3 separate regions of the Mus musculus genome follow, and regions 1 and 3 are each linked to region 2. The links are chromatin contacts, called in public promoter capture Hi-C maps. All regions are on one chromosome and are shown on one strand. Each heading gives the region's core, a stretch centred on a gene start, on an enhancer-like site or on the middle of the called end of the contact. The rest is flanking DNA. Distances are from core to core; before and after follow the strand shown. Region 1 holds the start of Kif15 (kinesin family member 15). Region 2 holds the start of Rpsa (ribosomal protein SA). Region 3 holds the start of Abhd5 (abhydrolase domain containing 5).

The links. Promoter capture Hi-C pulls out the DNA fragments that hold promoters and counts their contacts.
Region 1: a contact with region 2 is called in a promoter capture Hi-C map of erythroid cells, with 4 times the contacts expected there. The contact joins the promoter of Kif15 here to the promoter of Rpsa in region 2. A contact is called at or near these places in 3 of 39 promoter capture datasets (erythroid cells, liver and pre-B cells).
Region 3: a promoter capture Hi-C map of pre-B cells shows a contact between it and region 2, with 4 times the contacts expected there. The contact joins the promoter of Abhd5 here to the promoter of Rpsa in region 2. A contact is called at or near these places in 2 of 39 promoter capture datasets (liver and pre-B cells) and 1 of 9 other capture datasets (liver).

Annotation. Positions count from the first base shown.
Region 1 is chr9:122,949,111-122,953,348 of GRCm38.p6, forward strand. Kif15 (kinesin family member 15) reads left to right here and starts at 1,971. Exons shown (of 35, transcript NM_010620.1): 1 at 1,971-2,042. The coding sequence starts at 2,024. 1110059G10Rik (RIKEN cDNA 1110059G10 gene) reads right to left here and starts at 1,890. Exons shown (of 3, transcript NM_025419.4): 1 at 1,695-1,890. The coding sequence starts at 1,802.
Region 2 is chr9:120,126,145-120,130,169 of GRCm38.p6, forward strand. Rpsa (ribosomal protein SA) reads left to right here and starts at 1,622. Exons shown (of 7, transcript NM_011029.4): 1 at 1,622-1,686; 2 at 2,313-2,478; 3 at 3,014-3,132; 4 at 3,974-4,025. The coding sequence starts at 2,346. It overlaps LOC115485682 (a small nucleolar RNA gene), which reads left to right and starts at 2,636; the gene lies at 2,636-2,791. Gm26448 (a small nucleolar RNA gene) reads left to right here and starts at 3,207; the gene lies at 3,207-3,409.
Region 3 is chr9:122,350,207-122,354,471 of GRCm38.p6, forward strand. It overlaps Abhd5 (abhydrolase domain containing 5), which reads left to right and starts at 1,410. Exons shown (of 7, transcript NM_026179.2): 1 at 1,410-1,633. The coding sequence starts at 1,581.

The sequences.
Region 1 (4,238 bases), core at 721-3,220, 2.8 Mb after region 2:
TGTGAGCAACTGTAATTTTTAAAGTGAAGTGGGCTGGGCAGTGGTTGTGTATACCTTTAATCCTAGCACTCAGGAGGCAGAGGCAGACCGATCTCTGTGAGTTTGAGGCCAGCCTGGTCTACACAGTGATTTCCAGGCCAGCCAAGACTACAAAGAGAAACCCTGTCTTGATAACAAAACAAACAAACAAGCAAAACTAGAACAAAAGCAAAATGGATAATGATCCTTGAAATGAATAGAAGATAAAATTTTAATTAAAAATAAACTCCAAAGAGTTTATTTTTACTATACCAGAAAACAGAAACTGGGAAACTTCTCCAGTGGGATTAATTTCTATCTAGACTATTGAAGGCAGTGCCACATCATCTTGCTTCCTCTTTTCTAATCAATATTTTTCATCCCTGTCTTGTCTGGATTTGATAAAACAACAACAACAAAAACCAACAAAACACCAACAACCTGACTTTACCATCCAAGCCACAAAAGTACAGAAAATAACAGGAAAATTATATTTTCCCCTACCTCTGCTCATTTGATATACTAACAGCTTCAGTTTTGTAGATATCTTTGTTTGTTTTTCAAGACAGGGTTTCCTCTGTTTAGCCTTCATTGCCCTGCAACTCCATTTGTAGATCAGGCTGGTCTGGAAGTCAGAGATCTGCCTGCTTCTTCATTCTGAGTTCTAGGATTCAAAGACATGTGCCACCACTGCCCAGCAGATACTATTAGCTGCTATTCAAGGACACACAAATAGTTATATAAAAGGTTTTGTACATAAACAATACTGTACATAATTGTTTAACTTTTGAAATTTATCAAACAGAAACCTAGTACTCACTGTACAAATGTAACAATTATATTTTGTCAGCTAAGTCAAAACATTTCTACTTTTTAACTAAGAAAGGTTTTGCATACTTTGAGATAAATACAGAATTATCTCATTTTTCAAGCAACTGTCTAATATTTAATTTTGGGCAGTCATCTTATGGGGAATACCCTGCATGACTTGGCCTTTGCCCACTACTATATTTTATCCCATGTAACTTTCACAGCTTCTAAGAGTCTAGACAACTAAGTTTGAGTACTCAACTGTCCATTATGTCTGTCTTTTTTTCTCAAACTGTGTCTAGGATGCTCCAGGCCATCTCTTACATAGCTAGCCCTCAAAACTAAAGAATCCCTAGATGCGCTTTTGAACACAACTGCATGTCCTCTTGTTTGACCTGTGCATAGCTTCTCGGCAGCAAGAACGCATTGTGTTTTCAATGTTACCTTCATTAGACAACCCCCTTTGAGAAGTACTGTTTCATTTCCCTATCTTGAGACACACAGCTTGGTAAACAGCAGGGGTTCTACTAGTCCTGGCTGATTCCTTCAAAGACTCCTGATTCGAGTCGTTTAATCAAGTGGCTTCGGTCTCCTTATCTGAAAAAGGGGACGACGCTGTCAATCACCTTGCTCAGGTAAAGTGAGATCCGCAAGTAAGAAAGGACAGAAAAGCTGTCTAGACTAGCTACTAGGGCTAGGTCGTTTTCAAGAATAGCACCCTGCAAGTAAGAATTCCTGGACCCGAGAGGCCAGACCTGGGGTCCGGCTGGTCGCGAGTGAGGGACCTGTCAGTTACGTCGGCACCGAGGAGCCGGAAGTGGGGTGGAGATAGAGGGTCTGACTCGGGGCGACTCCCGCGGCCTCACCTTGGTCTCTACGGTGGGCCCCTCCTTGTAGCCGACTCTCTCTTTGAAGCGGGACAGGAAGGCGGGCTCTGCGGGCCGCACATAGGACACTTGGTTCCGCTTGCTCATGGTAGTTCTGGTTCTGACCAACAATAAATAGCACTCGGCAGACTTGGCAGGGTACAAAGTGTCTGTCGCCCGCGCGGACTTCTGACGTAGACCGTGTTAGTGACGCCATCCGACCACGCCCAGGAGGCGTGGTCCGTTGGGGCGCCAAATTCAAATCTGCGGCCATCTTGAAGGGAGGATTCTGGTGGTCCTGGCGTAAGCGAATCTCGGACGGGGTCGCCATGGCCCCCGGCTGCAAATGTAAGTTGCGAGCCTGCCTGGTGAACTCATCGCCGCTGGCAGATGCCGGTGCTACGGGGCGTCACCTCTTAGGGCGCCCCGCGAGGGCGACGACGGCACACGCAGTGGGAACCCGAGTTCCTCACGGAGCGCGGGCGTCCCGCCTCGGCCACCCTACACCCGAGCGCTCTTCTCTGTGCATGGGACCCTGCTGTTTCCTTGCTGGCTTCTGGTGTCCTGAGGGCGGCCCTTGCGCTGCACTTGATGCTTGATTACCTATTTCTGCCTTTTTTGAAGGGAAGGGATTTGTGTTCCCTTCGGTGGCCTACCCTCAGAGGAGGGAACTTTAAAGCGAATTGCAACGGTCCCTTTACAACAGTTCCCATTCTTCATGCAAGACTTCATGAGTTCCTGAAACCAGAACTGTATCTTAGTACAGAACCCTATAGATAATGTGCTCTGTAAACTAAGTGTACTAAGATTAGCTAATACTAAAATACCTCAATTATAGTAATAGACAGTAATAGTTATTTGAAAGTAGTCTTTGCCTCAATTATAGTAATAGACAGTAATAGTTATTTGAAAGTAGTCTTTGACATAGTGTCTTATTATACCGGTCTTTTATCCTATGAGATTCTACGGTGTCTACTTGCTGAGAGAAATTCTGTAGACAGTATGACAGAGTTAGTATCCAAAAGTCACTTGAACACAAGCATTGTGATATAGCCACTTGATCTAATAACAAATGGCTGAGACTGTTAGGAGAGTAGTGTTTATAGTACCTGGCTAAAAAGAGTTGTGTAGCATGAGGCTTTATATTGAGACCTTGTTTAAAAAAAAAAAAAAAAAAAGGCTTAGAAATTGTTTCATTCTGAATTTTCTATTTAGTTGTTTTAGATTGTGATTGATGGCTGAGGAAAAAAACATAGAAAAAAGAAGTGCAGATTATGAGTAGACTAATATATATATTAATCTGTTTTCATCACAAAGAGATTGATTTAATCCCCCACTTCCAACGTATATGAGTGCCACCTCTTATATTGCCTATTATCTTTCTTAAATTATTTTTAATTATTGGTGTGTATGTGAGTGCACATGCATGTGTATATGTGTGCACAGCTGCGAGTGTAGTTTGTGTGTAGGTTGCTTGTGTGGGTGAAGATGGCCGTGGAGTGGTTGGATACTCTAGAGCTAGCATTATGAGTGGTTGTGAGCTTCTGAATATGGGTGCTGGCATGTGTGGTTTTTTTTTTTTTCCTTTGTTTTTCGGCTGATTATAAGATTTGAGAATAAAATGAGATACTTGAGAAAATTGTGAAATTATACATTTGAAATTTACAATAGTGTTCATGTTTGTAGCTCTTTGTCAATTGTTATTGTTTCCTGATGAATTGTTTTAGTAACCCTTTAAGTCTATTACACTGATATTTGAACAGCTCTGTGTGATCTTTTCCTCTATTTAAAGTAGCCTGTCTCCTCTACCTCTTCAGCAGTAAGAGAATTTAAGCGTACAAACTAGTACATGATAGAGCTTAAATTCTTTTTAAAATCTAGGCTCGTCTTAAGGTTTCTGTGAAGCCAGACAGGGCCTGGAGCTTCTGATCCTCAGGATTTCACCTCCCAAGTGCTAGGACAGCGATAGCCTTGTAGTCAGTCAGTAACTCCTTCGGCCTCAGCCAGTCTTCTGATTTCTACCCTCACCGATTAGTTTTACCTATTCTTGAAGCTCATGAGCATGGTACATATATTCTTTTTCTTGTTGTAGTAACTGTCCTGACACTTTGTGCCTGTGGGCACATGATAGGCAGCAGCAGCTATCACTGCTGTTTAGTGTTGTACTAGGTAAGCATGTTACAACTTGTTCTCCTTTTGATTGCCCTTTAGTTCACTCTTTTTTTTTTTTGAACTTGGGTTTCTAAGTTGAATTATCATGAGTAAAACACCTATGAATAGTGTTTAACATGTTTCTAGGCAGACACAAAAATGACCTCAAAGTTGAAAAAGATGTACAGTGAATGTATACAGAGGATTTCCTTGTAAAGCCACAACTTTATGATAGCCTCATAATAAGACTTTATACTTTAACCTTGGGTCAACAGATAGTATAGTGAGGTGGCTGATGGTAGGAAATAAGAATTCCAGAATGCCTGTGTTCAAGTCCTAGCATTTCTCAATACATCTTTTCAGGTTTCAGGAATTATACCAGAGCTGCCTACT
Region 2 (4,025 bases), core at 372-2,871:
TAACTTCATTGGGCCTTAGTTCCCTTTGAAATAGCATGCTCTTATTCCTGAAGGCAGTTAGCTTTTTTTTGTTGTTTTGGTTTTTTTTCGAGACAGGGTTTCTATGTGTAGTCCTGGGTGTCCTGGAATTCACTCTGTAAACCAGGCTGGCCTCGAACTCAGAAATCTGCCTGCTCCTGCCTCCTAAGTGCTAGGATTAAAGGCGTGCAATACCACGGCCCAGCAGCAGTTAGCTTTTCACCATCCTTTCTGTCTAGATAATACCCAAAGACAAATCCTACAGGGACAAGTATATGAACCCAGTGCTCACTTCTAAGCTGAAATAAGGTCATCTTGACTGCTTCAGCCTGGTACCAAGCGTGACCAAGGACAGCCGCAGGGAGCTAGGCCACTCTATTTTTTCTTTTTTTTAAAGACAGGGTTTCTCTGTGTAGCTTTGGCTGTCCTGGAACTCATTTTTGTAGATTAGACTAGCTTTCAACTCGTAGAGATCTGCTTGCCTCTGTCTCCTGAGTGCTGGCTAGGATTACAGGCATAGGCCACCACTACCTGACCTGAACATACCACTTAATAGATTTTAGAATATTCTGTTTTACTTAACAAGATATCTTGATACACATTCACGATGTGGCAAGTTAAATGCTTTGTTCTTTTTAGTTTTACCGTTTTATATTTATTTTTGAGACAGAGTATGACTATAGCTTCAAATTCATGGTCCTCTTGCCCCAGCAAGAACTGAAGAAACCCAGAGCCTTTCGATGTTAGTACTCTACCACGGAGCTGCACCCACACTCCTCTGGGTTTTTGATCTATTATTTTTGTTGTATGCATATATGGTTATCCTTCAGTATCTGTGGGATTTGTTCCAGAACCACCTATGGATGCCAAACCCATAGATGCTCAAGTCCCTAATATAAAATGGTCTGAGCTGGGCGTGGTGGCACACGCCTTTATTTAGCCCCGGCACTCCGGAGGCAGAGGCGGGCGGATTTCTGAGTTCGAGGCCAGCCTGGTCAATAAAGTGAGTTCCGGGACAGCCAGGGCTGTACAGAGAAACCCTGTCTCGAAAAACAAAACAAAACAAAAATAGTCTGGTATTTTCTAATAACCACAACCCTCCCACAGACTCCAAGTCATCTCTAGATTACTTGAGACATGGAATACAGTAATAAACGCTTTGTAAATAGATGACGCATCCAAATTTCTCCCTGCTCCCTTCAACACTTTTGTAATATCTTACTGGGTAACTACTATTTTGTAGTTCTCAAATGTAGGAAGGAGCCAGTACCAGAGGGGCAGGCGGGTGTGTGCTCCTGGAGTTAATCCTGACATAGGTGGCCCAGCTTGAAGCCTATTCGTCACTCAGCGGACCAAAAGCTACGGACTTTCCACGCTCGCTCCCCCCCCCCCACTCCCCCCCCTCGCCCCAGCTACTTCCGGCCTGGGGTCTGTGCAGCGACTGCAGCCGCGCAGGCGCGGGCCACTTTAACTTCCGCTCCGCGCGCGCTACAGCGGGCCCACTCACTGAATCTGCGCGTGCGCCAGAGGCTTTTTCCGGAGCGGAAGTTCTCCCTTTTTGCTTAGCCTGCTTTGCCATTGGCTGGCTGTGGGTTATTTAAGGACGTCATTTCCGGCCGCCCGTCCTTTCGCGCTACCCGGGGACGGGTCCATACGGCGTTGTTCTTGGTGAGTCTCACGTGGAGCCCTCGGCGTCTCCGGACGCCGCGGGACGCGCGCTTACTAGCTTCCCGCGCCATGGGTGGGCGCGGAGGGCGCCGAGGCTGCGTGTGCCGGGGCGGCTTGGCTCCTGGCGGCAGCGCCACGTGCTGGCCCGCAGTTAGGTGGGGCGGGCGCCACTGCGGGGCCCTTCTGCGGTTCGCGCCACGCTCGAGGGCCCTGTCGGCAAGATGCTGGGAAAAGTGCTTGTGAGGCGCATGGAGATGGGACGGGAACTGCCGGCCAGTCTCGAAATACAACTCCCGAAGCACCCCGATCATGGCCGCCTTTGCGCAACTCTCGGTGCAAAGAAGCAGCTATACTTAAGTAGCTATCCTGTAGTCAGTGTGCCTGCGGAGGCGCTAACTTCAACTGTCCAGTTTTTCTATATGTGCTCTGCTGACAAAGTCACTTTCCTTAGTGACTAGGTGGCCAGAAAAATCGAAAGGCAAGGAGGAATAAGAACACAACCCATTTCAGCTCAGATGATGTGCTGCGCCTAGTGGCATACGCCTTTAGTCCCCCTCTCAGGAGGCAGGGCAATCTTGTGAGTTCTAGTGTCAGAAGAAAAAAGATGAATTTTATTCCTTTTTTAGATTCCCATCGTAACTTAAAGGGAAACTTACACAATGTCCGGAGCCCTTGACGTCCTGCAGATGAAGGAGGAGGATGTCCTCAAATTCCTTGCTGCGGGAACCCACTTAGGTGGCACCAACCTTGACTTTCAGATGGAGCAGTACATCTACAAAAGGAAAAGTGACGGTCAGTTGCCACCTGTGATAGTCAGTTCCTGACTATGGTGCTCTAATGGGTATAGTGCCTGGTAACTGAATGGTTGGTGTTGGAGTGCTACTCTGGCTTGTGATGTAACTAAGAGGATGTGTGGGAAGGGGCCAGAGGTCATGGAGGACTGACTGACCCTGCACACTATTAAAGCTCAGAGTGGAGGCCAGTCTTGGCCAGTGAACTTCTGAGTGTCGGAAGTGTGCTACATTGAATTTATGGCAGGATTTTCGCTAACACCAGTAGAGCTTGCCTCTATGACTGGAGTTTGGTAGTGGTCACTGCCACATGCGTATGCCTTACCTTCCCACAGTGTCCATTCACAAGGCTATGAGGCTAGCAAGCCTGTCTGGGACACCCACTTTAAACTACTTGTTGCTGGGTGTGGTGGTTTCACACCCTTTAATCCTAGTGTTTAGGAGGCAGTCAGGAGTCTGATCAGCCAGGTCTGCAGAGTGACTGCCAGACTTCCTGCCTTGGGAAGCTCCTCAGAGAGTTCCGTTTGCTGGCCTAGGTATCTACATCATAAACCTGAAGAGGACCTGGGAGAAGCTGTTGCTCGCAGCTCGAGCTATTGTTGCCATCGAGAATCCTGCTGACGTCAGCGTCATCTCCTCCAGGAACACTGGCCAGGTTTGTGGCATGCATGTGCTTTTGTTTGGGGGTCAGTAATCGATAGAGTACATTGGGCATACAAAGCAAAGTATCCAACGTGGACAACCCAGGAGGTCACTCTCCCTGGGCTCTGTCCTAGTGGCATAGGGGAGCATAGGCCTTGCCCAGTGACGTACAGTCCCTTTCCACGGCGTTGGAGATGAAGCTGGGCTTTGTGCCCGCGCCTGCATATTCCTACGACTTCTCAGAGTCCTGTGGACAGTGACTGAGGAGGCAAACCATGCAGGAAACAGTGCTGACTCGGTGGCAAACAGAGCTTTGTGTTAGAGGAAATTGGTGCTGACTTAAGGGAAAGGCAACGTCAGACACAAACAAAATAGCCAAGTTAAGTCTTTGTTAACATGTATATCAGTTGATAAAACAATGAGATATGAACTGTTGAGATAGTTTTGGTACGTGGTGGCTTAAAACCATCCATAGTTCTGTTCAAGGAGATCCAATACCAAACCACCATGTGTGGGGGTGATATACTTTTGTACATTGCAGGATAACCACTCCTAAATTAACTAAAGAACTATCCACAAACAGAGGAGGGGGGGTGATGAGCTTGCTCTGTGTTCGGATAAATTTGTCAGGTGTTTGCTGAGTACCTGTAACTGTCCTTTGGGGGGCTTGGGCATGTGAGAAACTTGAGTCAGGTGCCTCACACTAAGGCATCATGCAGGTGTTACAGTTAGCCTAAGAATGTGCTTCAGCACAGTACTTTGATGCTTTGGTGTTTGATAGGTGACTAGAAGTGGGTATCAGCAGTTTCCTCGTGAAGCATGCATGATAATGCTGACTCAATCTCCCTTCAAAGCGAGCTGTGCTGAAGTTTGCTGCTGCCACAGGAGCCACTCCGATCGCTGGCC
Region 3 (4,265 bases), core at 160-2,659, 2.2 Mb after region 2:
GGAGCCTCTGTTTCTGTTCAAACCCACATCCACACACCTGCTCTTGGTTAGATCTCTGGGAAAGGGGGAATGCCACATATTTTGGCCTTATTAGAATTATTTGAGACTCAGTTAGCTTACATCAGGCTCCTGAGTAGTTCCGGGCATCAGTACCACCCAGGTGTGGCTGAACTAAGAGAACCTATTACATATTCTCAGAATTTCATTTTTTGGAGTGTGGGGTAGAGGGCAGGATGGGAATTGAACCTAGGAACTAATGCATAGATGGCCCCTGCACAACACAGCTCCAGCTGTAGGCAGCTTGTCACAAGCACAAAGAGCTAGGCTAGTTCATACACTTTCTCCTGACCGGAGGAACCTGCCCCCAGCCAAGGGAAACATCCCTTATGCAACACCAGGATGCCTCTATTTGTTTAATCACAGTGAGTGCCATAGTTCTGAATTCTATTTTTAAAGCGCAGTCTTGGACTTACTTGCTAGCTGCTGACTTTCATTTGCCTGTACTGAGCTTTACTCTTTATCACTTTCACGCATTTGCTCACGTCCCTTAACCAGGAAAAAAATTATTAAAATAATCCCACTCGAGGGTGTGCCTCCTTGCCTGTATGTGCACCATATACATTAAGGTGCTCTGAGGCCAGAAGAGGGTGTTGCTCCCCTGGAACTGGAATTACAAGCAGTTGTGGGGCTCCACATGGATGCTGGAAACAAACCCATTCTCTTCTATAGGACAGTATGCACTCTTAACCACTGAGCCATCCCTCGAGCCCTCTCCCCTTTAAATTTATTTATTTTAAAGACAGGGTCTCACTGTGTAGCTCTGGCTGGCTAATCAGGCTAATCCAACTCACAGAAATGTGTTTGCCTCTGACTCCCAAGTGTTTTTGAAGGGTGTGGACCACCATATCGAGCTCATGAGAATATTTTTATGAGCCCTCAGCCCTCTATCATTTTAGAATGGATTCTAGGAAGTGCTCTCCCTCTCTCCCTCCCTCGCCCCTCTCTTCTGTGGTCTGTGGGGATGATGATGGTGGTGGTGGTGATGGTGGTGGTGTGTGTGTAATTCTAGTACCCACACATAAGCTCTCAGCCTTCCGGAGTCTAGAGTCTGGCAGGGTGGAGTGCAAGTTCCTAGAGGCCACCACCTGAAAGTAAGGGCTGGAGGGTCCAGCACCACAGGATGCGCACTTCTGCCACTCAGGCTATTTCTGGCTGGGGTCTCACTCCAGGCTACCTACGGCTTGCCTAGCGCCCCGTCCAGGGCAGTCCACACGGGCGGAATGACGCATTAATGGTCATTATTCCGACGGATGACTACCTAGGCTCCCGCGGCGTCGGGCTGACCTTCCTTACCAGTGCCCCCGCCTCCGCGCGACAGGCGGGCAGCGCATGCGTGTCTGCGAGGCCGGGCCGCTGGGACGCCGAGCCTGCGGTGGCGCGGCCGCGCCCTCGGATCGTCCCAGCGGGCGGACGACGCATGCGCGGGCGGTGCGGTCTTAAGGGCGGCCGCGGCCCGGGGCCGCCCAGTCGGCCTGTCAGCCGGCTTCGAGGTGTGTCCCTGCGCTTGCGCGGCGGCGGTGATGAAAGCGATGGCGGCGGAGGAGGAGGTGGACTCGGCAGACGCCGGTGGAGGGTGAGGATCACCCGGGAAGGGGGGGACGACGTGGGTCTCGTGCGCTCTGGCGACCCCGGGCGGCCAGCCGAGGGAAGGCGCGGGCGCCCGCTCTCTCGACCCGTCGGGGCAGACAGGCCCGGTCAGGGCCGCGGGGCTGCGGGGAGGGAAAGCGGCTGCTGTTGACGGCCGTCCCGGTGATCCCGAGCGCGGCGGAGCTCAGAACTCCGCGCCGGGAGCCGTGCGTCGCCAGGGTGGGAGAAGGCGTCGGACTCGGAGCCTCGCGGGACAGCCGATCGCCGCCGGTGCGCCTGGGGCGCTTGCGTCCCACCTCCCGCTGCCCCGTGCGTGCGCTCCCGTGACCCGGCGGTCTGGCTTCACTAGCCCTGGCAAACTTTGTGAAAGTTGAAGGGCAGATGCCTAACAGGAAGGAAGCCCTTAAGTTGTTGTTGTTGTTGTTTTGTTTTTTTTGGAAACCGGAGTCACTCTATGTAGCCCTTGCTGGCCTGGAAATCTGTAGACCAGGGTAGCTTTTCAACTCTGCAGAGACCCAATCCTTTTGCCTCAGCCGTCCAGTGCTGAGATCACATGTGTGAACCACCACACCCAACTTCTTCATAGACATAGTAAGTTATTCTTTTTTGTTTTTGATATGTCATGCCCTTGTGAGTAGAACAATGCTTGGTGGAAAAATTAAATTACTATGAAAGTTATTTCACTGATTCTCAAAAGGCTACTTGTTTTATATGGACGGGACTATACATCTCCTTTATAAATTATTTTGACAGTTGTACTTCAGCTATTTGGAGACATTTGTATGGGAAAGATAACCATAGGGTAAATAGATTATGGTAATGTGAAAGTAAGTATTTTGGAAAGATGTTAGGGGAGGAATATTTTTGAAATGCTAGAAACTACACTCTTCAAGTTTTGTTTAAGTGATAATTAACAAGTGGAGCCACTGTTTTGGTCTGTTGTTGAACTTCCTAGTTATATTGACATGAAATACAGAGTGTCATGTGGTACAACTAGGACCTGGTAGCTTGGGTTTCTATTAAATTTGTCAGGACATTTTTCTGGCTCTGAGAATTCTAACTTGTGGGCCCTTTTGGTCTTGATACTGTGAGGCTCAGGAATCCATAGCACAACGGTGAGAGTGACATGGCTCTGATGATGGCTGGAGGTCACTGAGGGCAAGACTGGTTACAGTCCCTAGTCAGAGGTAGACCTCTCTGGTATTTTTGGCAGGACCCGTGAGCAGTGCTGGATAACCATGCAAACAGAAAGAAGGCTAGGTTCTTGCTGGGTGCTCCCCCAGTGTGGTCATGATAATCCTAGAGTCTCCCCTGTGAGTAGATCTGACCACTCCCATTTTCATTTGGAACCGCCACTACCAAGAAGCAGAGCTAACTGGAACCTGCTCCTTTAGGTGTCTGCATTCAACTTTAAGGCGTTTTCCTCATATTTCTGCTACTTCTCAATGGGATTGGGACTCGTGGGATATTTGCCTGCCGTTTTGAGTTAAGTTCTTCAAGACATTTGGGTTTAGATGATGCCATAATTTGGGTCTGGTCTGAATGTCCTAAGAGACTTCACATGTTGGCATTTAATCCTCATTGAGAAGAACTGAGTAGAACTCCAGTGTGATGATAGTTCCTAGAGGCAAGGCTTTGGGATCAGTCAGTAGAACCAAGCCTTGGTGATTGAACCCTTGTGGTTTTCTGAGAAGAGGAGGAGAATTCAGTGTATGCACAGTGTTCTCAGCTCCCTGTGTCTTGCCTAACCCTGATATCCTATGCTACCCTGGGATTTTACCAGGAAAAGTCTAACACTAGGAGTAATCCTATTTTGTACCTCCGGAAGTATGATGAAAACACCTCATTTCTTTACAGATGGGGAGATGATATTGATAAAGCAAGCGATTATAAGCTGCCATCCTATAGCATTTTGGAGCATGTAATTCTTTCCCTTCGTGGCTCTTGGTGGAGACAAGTTTACTGGGAAGCTTTCAAAATCCTATCCCTTTCAGTTGCAATACAGTTGAGAAAGCCAAATATAATAAGAATAGGGTAGATTTCTGCAGATTGCTTTAATGATATCCCAGAGAATTACATAGTGGCGGAATTTGGGGGAAAGCCATCACAGAAATTCACCATTGCAGAGTAGACCAAGAAACAGGTGGTTTTCAGGGCATGCTGGAGTTGATCTGTACTGGCAAATCATTGCTGAATTTTCAGGAATTTTACCACACCAGTACCCTGAAACCAGCCACAGTGGGAATATTTACACCATGGGAAATCAGCAGATTCTATTAAAGAAGACCGGATTTCTCTCTACTGCCTCAGTTGATTTGCCACATCCTGCTGGATATATGTTAAAGTCTCTTGTATAGTTCTGTGCTTTGGCGATTGAAGAGTGAACTTCTTTATCTTATCTCATAAAAAAACTGCTAAGATCTAGACATTTTTTCCTGCTGCTATTGCTCTGTAATCCTTGCTCCAAGTCTTTTTCAAAATCTTGAAATTCTTCAATGCTAATCCCAGTGCCAATGCCCTTACTTATTCACACACACTATTGACTTTTTCACACACCCGTACACACACACACACACACACACACACACACACGTGCGCACACACAGTGACCTCATGTG